3 separate regions of the Sus scrofa genome follow, and regions 1 and 3 are each linked to region 2. Evidence: chromatin contacts called from public HiChIP or PLAC-seq and promoter capture Hi-C data. All regions are on one chromosome and are shown on one strand. The core of a region is the stretch at or near the end of the contact, and the rest is flanking DNA. Distances in the headings are between cores, read along the strand shown. Region 1 holds the start of ERLEC1 (endoplasmic reticulum lectin 1). Region 2 holds the start of CLHC1 (clathrin heavy chain linker domain-containing protein 1). Region 3 holds the start of PSME4 (proteasome activator complex subunit 4).

Region 1 (3,220 bases), core at 497-2,996, 1.4 Mb before region 2:
TATAGCACAGGGAAATCTACTCAATATTCTGTAATAACCTATACAGGAAAAGAATCTGATTCACATCTCTATAAGAATATGCCACATCCAGTCCACCAGCAAATTCAGGATGCTGTAGCTGAAAAATAAATCCAAAACAAGACATTTCTTCCCATCATCACTGCTACTAGCTTCCTAATTGGTCTCCCTGTTTCCACACTTGACCCCTAGATTAGTTTCCTAGGGCTGCGATACAAATTATGACAAACAGGGCAGCTTAAAACAACAGAAATTTATTGCTGCACAGTTCTGGGGGTTAGAGGTCTGAACCAAGGTGCCCAACCCCTGTCCTGCCTTATTGCTCCACTCTAACATCCCTATACTACATATAATCTGCACTATCTGCCTCATAATACATATAAAGTACTTAGACTAGTGCAAAAAGTACATGTTGTATTAATGTTAACTGCTTTATTACTTCCACAATAGGTTATCATTCTTTGTCCATGTAATCTCCCTTGCTAGACAGTGAGAGATGGGGAGGACAGAAACCCATTTATTTCCCATTTACCAATTCCAGCGTTAGCGCACACATTAAGCATTAAAAAGTACCTTAATCAATGAACAACATCTCAATCCTGGAACAAAGTTATTTTCTTTGACACTCTGGATTCCCTATGCTTTTAAAAAAGGAAATTTGTAAGACGAAAAATAGATTGCTCTTCCTGCTTTTTTATTTGACTCAAATTGCTGGGGCGAGGGAAGTGGGCACGACGAACGACACAGTCTTTTAGCAGACATAGCAAAAAGGTTTAGCTTTTCCCACCCCCAGAAAAACAATGATAGGAGCTCTACAGCTATAGCCTATTATACTGGAGATTAAAACAATGGCATTTTCAAAGGGGGGGGAGGGGAATCGAAAACTTTTCGTTTTATCTTGAACGCACTCAGACGTGCCTAAATCGCATGTGAGTTCATAATTTACATTCCCCTGACCCTAAACCTCATCTAAGGAAATTTATCAGCTTCCTTGACAGACCAGCAACTCAACACTTGAACTCCGGACTGAAAGAGGAGCCCCATGTGGGGTTAAAAAAGAAAAAAAAAAAAAAAGTAGGGGTTGAAATAACTAGCTGCGGTCCCCACAAGCAGAGTCTCCGACCATGCCACCCTTGGACAATCGCAGTATTTTTATACTGGAGGACGACAGGTTTCCTCAGCTCAAGTTTGCCAGAACCCAGAGCTGCAGAGGCTACGCCAACCGCCCTGGGAAGAGTTGAAAGTACTGAAGTGACCGCAGCAAAGGAGGCGGAGAGAAGCCTGAGCGGGAAAGATGAAGTGTACAGATGCTTACGTGCGGAGAAAAGGAGAAAGAAGGGCAGCGAGAATTCAGGAACAGCGCCAATTCTCATTTCTCATCGCTACACCCAATACTCGCATCTCAAAACCAGCACCCGCCCGCGCTCACACTGTTTTCTAGACGCTCTAGCTAGGGCCAAGCCTCCACCCACCCTCTGGAACCTCGCGGGTGGCGGGAGGGAGTGGCCGCCGCCTCCCGGACTCACCGGCTCGGCGTGCAGCCACTTCTTCGTCGCCAAAAAGGCTGGTCGGAGGCCGGGTCTTTCAGGGTCCCTTTCCGGGAGACCGCTGTGTTCGCTGCCAGCCGCGAGACCGCAGTTGCTGGAAACCCGAGAAACCAGGCTGATGTCCCGGCTTCCGTAGGCGTTCGGCTCAGCGACCCCGGATGTTGATGTGCCGCCCGCCCCGGAAACGGTGGCGGGAAGCCCAAGGGGGCGGGGGCGGTGTTGTAGGGCTCTCCGGAAGGAGACGTGGCGGCGGTTGGGCCCAGGGCTCCCTGGCCGCTTGGTAGTCCCGCCGCCTCCTTCTCCTCCTCCCCCTCCTCTCGTCCTCTGTGGGCCGAGGAGGTTGTGGCGGCGGCTGGAAAACTCGGCGGCGGAGGATGGAGGAAGGAGGCGGCGGCTCTCGGAGTCTGGTCCCAGGCGGACAGGTGTTACTTGTCCTCTGCGGTCTCCTAGAGGCGTCCGGCGGCGGCCGAGCGCTGCCCCAGCTCAGCGATGACATCCCTTTCCGAGTCAACTGGCCCGGCACCGAGTTCTCTCTGGTCAGTGCCCTCGCGAACCCGGTAGCCATCTCTCTTCCTCCTAGCGCTCAAGGGCTCGGCCCCTTCCTTCGGTATTCTTTGCTTTTTACCCGTAGAACCTTCTCTCTAGGCGCACACTTCCTTCCCCAATACAAAGCTTCACTGACCCCGCTTTCATTCATTCATACAGCAAATGTTTATCCACTACGTTGTCTGGGATGTGCCCTCCATGCTCCGCATTCGGGACAGGCTCTCTCCCTTTAAAAATCTGTCTCACTTGACCTTACCAACACTCCCACCCTGTGGAAGAAGCTGTCCCAGAACATCGTCGGGCGCACACATCTATCTTTTTGTAAAGTCATCTGCAGCTCTTCCTCCACCAGAAGCCTTCTCTCCTTCCAGGAGTATTACACACCACTCTTCCCACACAACCAGTTCTACTGTGAATAAGAGTTCTCTTCCTCATATTCGCTCTTTCTCTCATATATACACACAATACATATACGTATAAGGCCCTCTTTTCCCTTCCCAAGTTGTTTCTGAGAGTGCTATTTGGCCTGTGAGAAGTTAATGACGCTGTATGCAGAATATCCTTTACAGTTTTCATGTATTTACTATAGCTATTATTTAAGACTCCAGAACGTGAAATTTTATAATTGGATTTCCTACGTTGAAGAACATATGTATTACCTCAAAGTAATGAAAATTTGCACTTCTCCCTTTGGAAAGTAGACTGCTGAAGAGTCTTTCTATCCACTGTAGGCCAATAAAAATTGTGCTCTTGTGATACTTACCGTATGGGTAATTGATACATTTATTTCCAATAGAAGACCAGGAAAATGCAAAATATCTTTTTTTTTTTTTTTTAATACTTATTCCACTACCTGCAGTCCTTCTACTTGGAAAACTATTTTAGTGTGTTATTCTGCTACTCTTTCACTGAAACGTGAATAAGTGAAACTGTGATGTCAGTACAGAATTTACCAGGGTAAGGGATGTCATCATTACCACAATAGATTTCTATTTGCAAATGTTAATTTTTGCTAATATTTGTGGTTTGTTTTGCCACCTCTCAGTTTTCACTTCTTCATTTCTGGTAGTCAGTGGTTCTCAAGTTTATCTAAGTAAGTATTTCTCTAA
Region 2 (3,120 bases), core at 180-2,679:
CTGTTGACGCTGTTGTGTAGGCAGGCAGCTCCAGCTCCCCAATTCAACCCCTAGCTCGGGAACTTCCATATGTCACATGTGTGACCCTGAAAAGCAAAAAAAAAAAAAAAAAAAGGAAAAAGAAATTTGGATTTCATCTTGAAGGTGAATTAAAATAATGACATAATCATTTTTTTATTTTTTAGAATATTTTGGAGGCAACAGTGAAGGTAGGTTAGAAAAGAAAGACTGGGAACAGAGAAAATTAAGGAGGACCTACTAGTCACTTATGATGGAACATGAAAATGTGAAAAAAAGAATGTATATGTGTATGTGTGACTGGGCCACCTTGCTGTACAGTAGAAAACTGACAAAACACTGTAAACCAGCTATAATGGAAAAGGTAAAAATCATTAAAAAAAAAAAATTAAGGAGGACCTGAACGTGGGGATGGGGATGCAAAGGAGAGGGCACAGAGAAATAAAGTAATTAGACAATAGGAGGGGTGTGTATAAGGATTCTGTGGTTTGTACAGCGGAGAAAGGCCAGGGGAAGTGCTAACCCGCCCGCCTCGCCGGGAGAGCGCCCCACATTCTTCAAAAATTTCCTCTTAGGATTTTCACCACAATTCCAAAGTCTAAACTTGGAAACTCTACAATAAAGAACCATTCCGCAGGTTTCTTTCCCCTATGGCTTCATTAGAAAATTTGAAAACTTCTGACGTTTTTCAACATATTAAGCCATTGCACACCTCGAAGTGACACACTAGACAGAACCTTCTCAGACTAGGGGAGCCTAGGGGGTTGAAGGTGGGGAGGGGCTATAGGCCGAGAAAAAGACCGACCCAAGGTTTTAGGAGCATCACCTATTCAGCTTGCCTGGAGTTGGCCACAGGAATGCCCTTCCCTTGAAGAACCGGGAAGCGTTCGGTGGTAGATGGCTGATCCTCCGCCCCTCACCGCTTATGTAAGGGGATGAACAACACTTTGGTTCCTCCACCCTTTTCCAGCCTCCTAACTTTTCCTCCTAACCATTTCCAAGCCATTTACACTTTCCCCGAAACCATTACTGCGCTTCACCCTTGCTCCCACCTAACCTTAACCACCTTCAGCAAACCCCAACTCCAGCGCTAGGCTGTAACTAGGTATAGTAACCAGGAAACCCGGGCGTGTGGAACTGCATCTCGGGACAAGAAGTCCTAAAAAAAAGAGAAAGCGTTGGAAAACTACAGTTCCCAGAAAAGACTTCTACTTCCTCCCTTTCCCTCGTGAGGCCCCCCCCTCAACCCCACCCCCTTTGAAAGACCCTCTTGGCCACGTCAACTAGAGGGAGAAAGCTTTTTAAAAACAATTTTTGAGTTGTTTAAGTCTACTACTTAGAGAGCACTCTGGAGGTTAAAATAAAAAGTAAGCCAGGCTAGAAAAGAGAAGCTAGGTCACGACTTGGTCTGGCATGTGGTTGGACAGCCGCTACGACAGCGCTCAGGCATTGCATGGACGCCTAGGAGGCGGGGCCTTGGGGGACGTCGGGAAAGCCTTGGACCGTCGGAGCGCCCTTCCTTTCGGATCCGCCATCTGTGGTGAGTGTGTGCTCTAGGTCTTTCTCCGCCCCGGGGCCCGCTGTAGCCCTTCTTTGTACCCAAATCTCACTCATTTTCTTCTTTTCCTCACGCTCAGGTGGAACCGCCGCCAAGATGCAGATATTCGTGAAGACGCTGACGGGCAAGACCATCACTCTCGAGGTACGTGCGAGGCAGAGGCAGAAGGCACGGCCTGAAGGAGGGGGGCTTGAGGCGGATTTCGGCACTCGCGCTGTATTCTGCTTTGCAGTACGTTTCCGAGCCTGCCCTCTGAAACCTGGCTTTGAAGTGAGCGTTGTTACTGCTGAGCAAGGGCTTAGGGCAGGTTTTCGGTAAAAGGTCCGAGCCTGTCACCTCGTCCCGGCCAGGTAGCTGAAGCCGGGTTGGCGTGGCGGGAGGGAGGCGTCCCCCGCAGCTCCGCGCGAGCACGTGTGGCTCGGCTGCCACCGCCGTGGCCCGGGCTGGGGGAGGAAGTGTGCGTGCCTGGGAGCCCGCCCAGTGTAGAGAAATCAAGAGGCGTGGGTGACTTCAGTCCCCAGAGGCTGCGTACCTGAGCAAGCTTCAAGTTGAATTGAGCGTTTATTTTAGTTTCTTTTGTGTTACTAATATACTTGCATTTCAAAACTTATAGGTCGAACCCTCGGATACAATAGAAAATGTAAAGGCTAAGATCCAGGATAAGGAAGGTAATTTTTTAAAACTAATCTCAATATGGATTAATATAATCATTTTAAAACTCATCTGTAGAGGCTCAGGCCATTAGACATAAATGCTTTTGGTGGGGTGGAAGAGGTCAGGTTGACAAAAACGCTTTTGAACTAAGACAGTAGACAAATGTTTTGGCATGGGGCTAAGCTGCAGTACCTTCACAAGTGTGAGTTTAGATGAACTAGTTAATTTACATCTGTTATCAGCTATAAAATGATCATGTTAACCCGTATTAAGATTAAATAAGATAAAATTAAACATTTACTTTAGACATTGTCTGTAGCAAAAACCACTGATGACTATTAGTACCATTTATTTGATTCAGGATTGTAAATCTTGAGCAGATATGCTTGATTTGCAATCACTTAATTTTATTTATTTATTTTAATCTAATTAGGGATTCCTCCTGACCAGCAAAGACTGATCTTTGCTGGCAAGCAACTGGAAGATGGACGTACTTTGTCTGACTACAACATTCAAAAGGTCTGTATGGCAGAAAGAACAGGTCTTAGTTTGGAAATTTTGACCAATAACAAAAGTGAGAAGAATAGCATTAGATTAGAGTAGGTTCCCAGGTGCTTCCTACACTGACAATTGAGAAATGCTGCTACAGTCTGACATTTTGGGTTTTGCATGTTGTATCACAGTGTAATTTAAAGTATTCCTTAATCTTTCTATAAACTAATAGTTTATATAGAAATCAGATATCTTTTTTTCCTGAGACTCCATCTGTGAGTATATTTATGTCACATCCAGTTAGAAGATGCATGATGTTGGTTGTCCGTTTTCAATGGAGCAATAGCATTGATAGAATAATTTTTAAAGCCTATTTTGTTCAATAACAGGAGTCCACT
Region 3 (3,319 bases), core at 636-3,135, 1.2 Mb before region 2:
GATCCTAACACCACAAACTTTACACTCTAAACAAGAAAACTGCTAACCCTGACACTTCATGGCTACTCTCGGAAAAGGGCAAAGTAAGTGTTTCAGTTTTGTTTTATAATTAAAAGGGTAATTATTCCCAATATCACTGCCAGGTGAAGAGGAGAAATTTGTCAGAGGCTTCCTAATAACTGGCAGATAAGAATCATCCTTCTCTACAAGTCTGTAGAGAAGACTTGTATTACAAAACCCTGAGTCATCATCAGTTCACTCAGCAGATTTGGGTAAACACTGGTTAAGTGACTTATGCCTTGTGTGTTCACCCACTCAGCCATAAGCACGAACATACAATGCTACAGACTTTATGTATAGTTAATGAAACAAGATATAGCAACAATTTTTTTTAAAAAAAGTTCTTCTGGAAAAAAAAAAAGTTCTTCTGACACAGTGAAGACACATCTAGCAAATTAAGCCTCTAACCTTCCTCCAACTGTATTTTACTCGGTTTCCTCTAAATTTCAGTGGCAATATAGTTTGCAGCCAGTTTATGCAACAACAAAAAGTATCAAAAGAAGAACAGAACTGAAACGGATTTAGGTAATCTATAAGCAACTCAAAAATTAACATAAGCCCGATACCAATAACGCCCGGGACAGCCTGACAGCTCTCTTCTCTATTTTCCTTAGTACCGCTCATTTCCAAAGGAAATGTCACAACAGGAGCAACATACTCTTTCCCGAGGTTCTAAGACTCAACATTCTCAACATTAACGTATAGTACACAGCTCAAGAATGCGCTGACGGCTGATTTAAACCAATCCTTTCAATGAAATCCACGAAGGCTGAGAAGGCCCAATAAAGCAGAACCGTAAGTTCCCTACGGCCTTTTTCTCATTCAGAAAGTTAGTAGACACGAAATAAAGGACAGGAAGAGGCAGGGACCATGGGGGAAGAAAGAATCGAAGGCAACACCAGAAAAAGTCGAATTGCTCACCCAAAGACCAATCTTCTCCACTCGCCCCGAAGTGGGCAAAGGTCCAAGAAGGACCCTTGGGGGACCGCTCACCTCTTTCCCCTGGGAGCCCAAAGCCCTCTCGCTCCCTGAGGCCCCGAATGTTGGAAGACAACAACACGAAATCTTGGGGAAAAGCAGCTGCGGAGGACGTAATGGGCTGGTGAGGACCAGGGAGATCCCACAGGAAAGTGTTAGGGAACCTTGAGTGCTACCCAGGCTTCGGTCGCGGCCCTGGGACTACAGCACAGAGACGATCCGCCCTAACCGGACAGAGATGAGAGTGCAGGGGTCCGGTGCCCACAAAGAGCCGTCCCCCCGCCTCCCGCGGACGCCCTCAAACCAAGCCTTCGCCTCTAGTCCGTTCCGCAGGCCCTGGAACACTTACGTGGAGAGTTTCCTAGTCCAGAAGAGGCCCCCGGGCCACAGCTCTTGGAGCTGCACCGCCCGGCCCAGGTTGCTTTTGATCTGGGCCAGCTGCAAGTCGGATTCGGCGTCCAGCTGCTCGGCGTAGGGCAGCAGCTTGTTGTAGACGATCTCCTTTTGCGGGACGAAGCCCCGCGGGTTCGGACTTGGACGCCCGCCCGGTTCCGAGGGATCCCCGCCGCCTGCCCGTTCGGCCGGCTCCATGAGCCCAGGGACAACCCCCCAACCCCCTCCCACCCTAACCCTCCCCGGCCCCCACCCCTCTCCGGGCTCCGCCTCCTCCGCGTCGTCGTCGCCCTGCGGCCGCCGGCGGCCCGTAACCCTCTGCCCTATTGCTGGGCCCCCTCCCCTGGCCGGCGCGCTGCTGACCCCCGCGCGGTGCCCGGTTCGTTGGCGGCGGCAGCGGCCGCTCAGCCCGCTCCGCACCGGCTCGGCTGGTGACGCTGCAGCCGCCGGGCCCGGAGGTTCCGGACCGGCCTCAAGTCACTTCCGGGGCGGGGCGGGGTGGGGAGGGGCGACGGCGTCGGAGGAGGAGGCGGCCGCAGAGGCAGCCCAGCGGGCAGCGCCTTCCTCCCTGTGGGCCGGGCTCCGAGCCCCCACCCCTGGGCCTCAGCGGCCCAGCGCGAGGCTGTCCCGCCGGAAATCGAGTCCGAATTCCAAGTTATTGTCCTTCCTCGCCTAGGGTCTCGCACTGCTTGCGGCTGCCCTCAGGAACCGCTAGTCGCCGTGGCCTCCGATGAGACAGTCGACGTAGTGCCCCATGCCGAGTTTATGGAAAAACCTAGGTACTCTATCCGTCCCACTTGCTGCTTATCGATTTTTTAGTGACCCCTTTAAGCCCTTGTCTTTCTGGCATTCTTTTGGCCGCCCTCATTCCAAAGAAAAGAGTTCAACATTCAGCAAATATTAATTGAACTACTACTGTGTGTCAGACACTTATTTTAGGCCCTAGAGTTGGAAAGTTTTAGAGCACCTGGTTTCTGCGCTCCAGGGGCTTTACATCGCGTGGATCTCTTGATTAGAGAATATGCAATTACAAGACAATACTGCTAGATAAGTACAGAATGTCTTGGGAACACCTAAAGATGACTTCACACTGTATTTCTGGGAAACTTAAGATGGTTTCCTAGAAATTACATGTAGCGTTGAGCTTAAGGGTTAAGTGCCGAACCGATTAGAAAAAGAAGAGAGAGGAACATACATATATTTCAGCTGAGGGAGCAGCATAGGCTGCAAGCCTGCATTCCAGGAATTCAAAGTTCAGAATGACTGCAGGCGGTTAGTAGAGAGGGGAGTAAATTACTGAGACTGAGAAGGACATGCTAGGGAGTTTTTAGAGCTTTATCCTTTTTTAAAAATTTTTATTTATTTATTTATTTTTTTGGTCTTATTTAGAGCAGCTGCGGTGCCATATGGAAGTTCCCAGGCTAGGGGTGGAATCTAAGCTGCAGCTGCCAGCCTATGCTACAGCCACAGCAATGCAGGATCTGAGCCAAGTCTGCAACCTACACCACAGCTCACGGCAATGCCAGATCCCCGACCCCAACCAGGGATAGAACCTGCGTCCTCATGGGTACTAGTCAGATTTGTTTCTGCTAGGCCATGACAGGAACTCCTAGAGCTTTATCTTAAAGGCAACAAGAAGCTGAAAATTGATAAGCATAGAAGAGGCATTATATAATTTATGTTTTTGAAGAATCACTCTGGGTTTGTGTGGAGAATGGATTAGAACAGATAAAATTGGAAGCTGGTGGACCCTTTAAGGAGATGTGACTTAATGGTGGCGCTCATGTCCGTTGAAATGCCTGCGCTTGGTAGTTGACTGGACATGAAGAGTAAAACAGAGGGAATGAGTCAAGACAATGTCAGATTTCTGGCTTAGGAAACAGTATAT

The links. Promoter capture Hi-C pulls out the DNA fragments that hold promoters and counts their contacts. HiChIP or PLAC-seq counts read pairs in DNA pulled down with a chosen protein or histone mark.
Region 1: a promoter capture Hi-C map of liver shows a contact between it and region 2, with 13 times the contacts expected there. The contact joins the promoter of ERLEC1 here to the promoter of CLHC1 in region 2. A contact is called at or near these places in 1 of 5 promoter capture datasets (liver) and 1 of 2 datasets of contacts at active chromatin or transcription factors (alveolar macrophages).
Region 3: an H3K27ac HiChIP or PLAC-seq map of alveolar macrophages shows a contact between it and region 2. The contact joins the promoter of PSME4 here to the promoter of CLHC1 in region 2. A contact is called at or near these places in 1 of 5 promoter capture datasets (fetal liver) and 1 of 2 datasets of contacts at active chromatin or transcription factors (alveolar macrophages).

What each region holds. Positions count from the first base shown.
Region 1 is chr3:87,388,340-87,391,559 of Sscrofa11.1, reverse strand. It overlaps ERLEC1 (endoplasmic reticulum lectin 1), which reads left to right and starts at 1,746. Exons shown (of 13, transcript XM_003125148.4): 1 at 1,746-2,101. The coding sequence starts at 1,940. It overlaps ASB3 (ankyrin repeat and SOCS box containing 3), which reads right to left and starts at 1,597. Exons shown (of 10, transcript NM_001205042.1): 1 at 1,545-1,597.
Region 2 is chr3:85,990,616-85,993,735 of Sscrofa11.1, reverse strand. CLHC1 (clathrin heavy chain linker domain-containing protein 1) reads right to left here and starts at 1,429. Exons shown (of 10, transcript XM_021087534.1): 1 at 824-1,429. RPS27A (ubiquitin-40S ribosomal protein S27a) reads left to right here and starts at 1,479. Exons shown (of 6, transcript XM_003125136.5): 1 at 1,479-1,558; 2 at 1,656-1,720; 3 at 2,190-2,244; 4 at 2,664-2,749; 5 at 3,112-3,120. The coding sequence starts at 1,673.
Region 3 is chr3:87,230,076-87,233,394 of Sscrofa11.1, reverse strand. It overlaps PSME4 (proteasome activator complex subunit 4), which reads right to left and starts at 1,885. Exons shown (of 47, transcript XM_003125150.6): 1 at 1,388-1,885. The coding sequence starts at 1,629. It overlaps ACYP2 (acylphosphatase-2), which reads left to right and starts at 2,019. Exons shown (of 5, transcript XM_021088229.1): 1 at 2,019-2,210.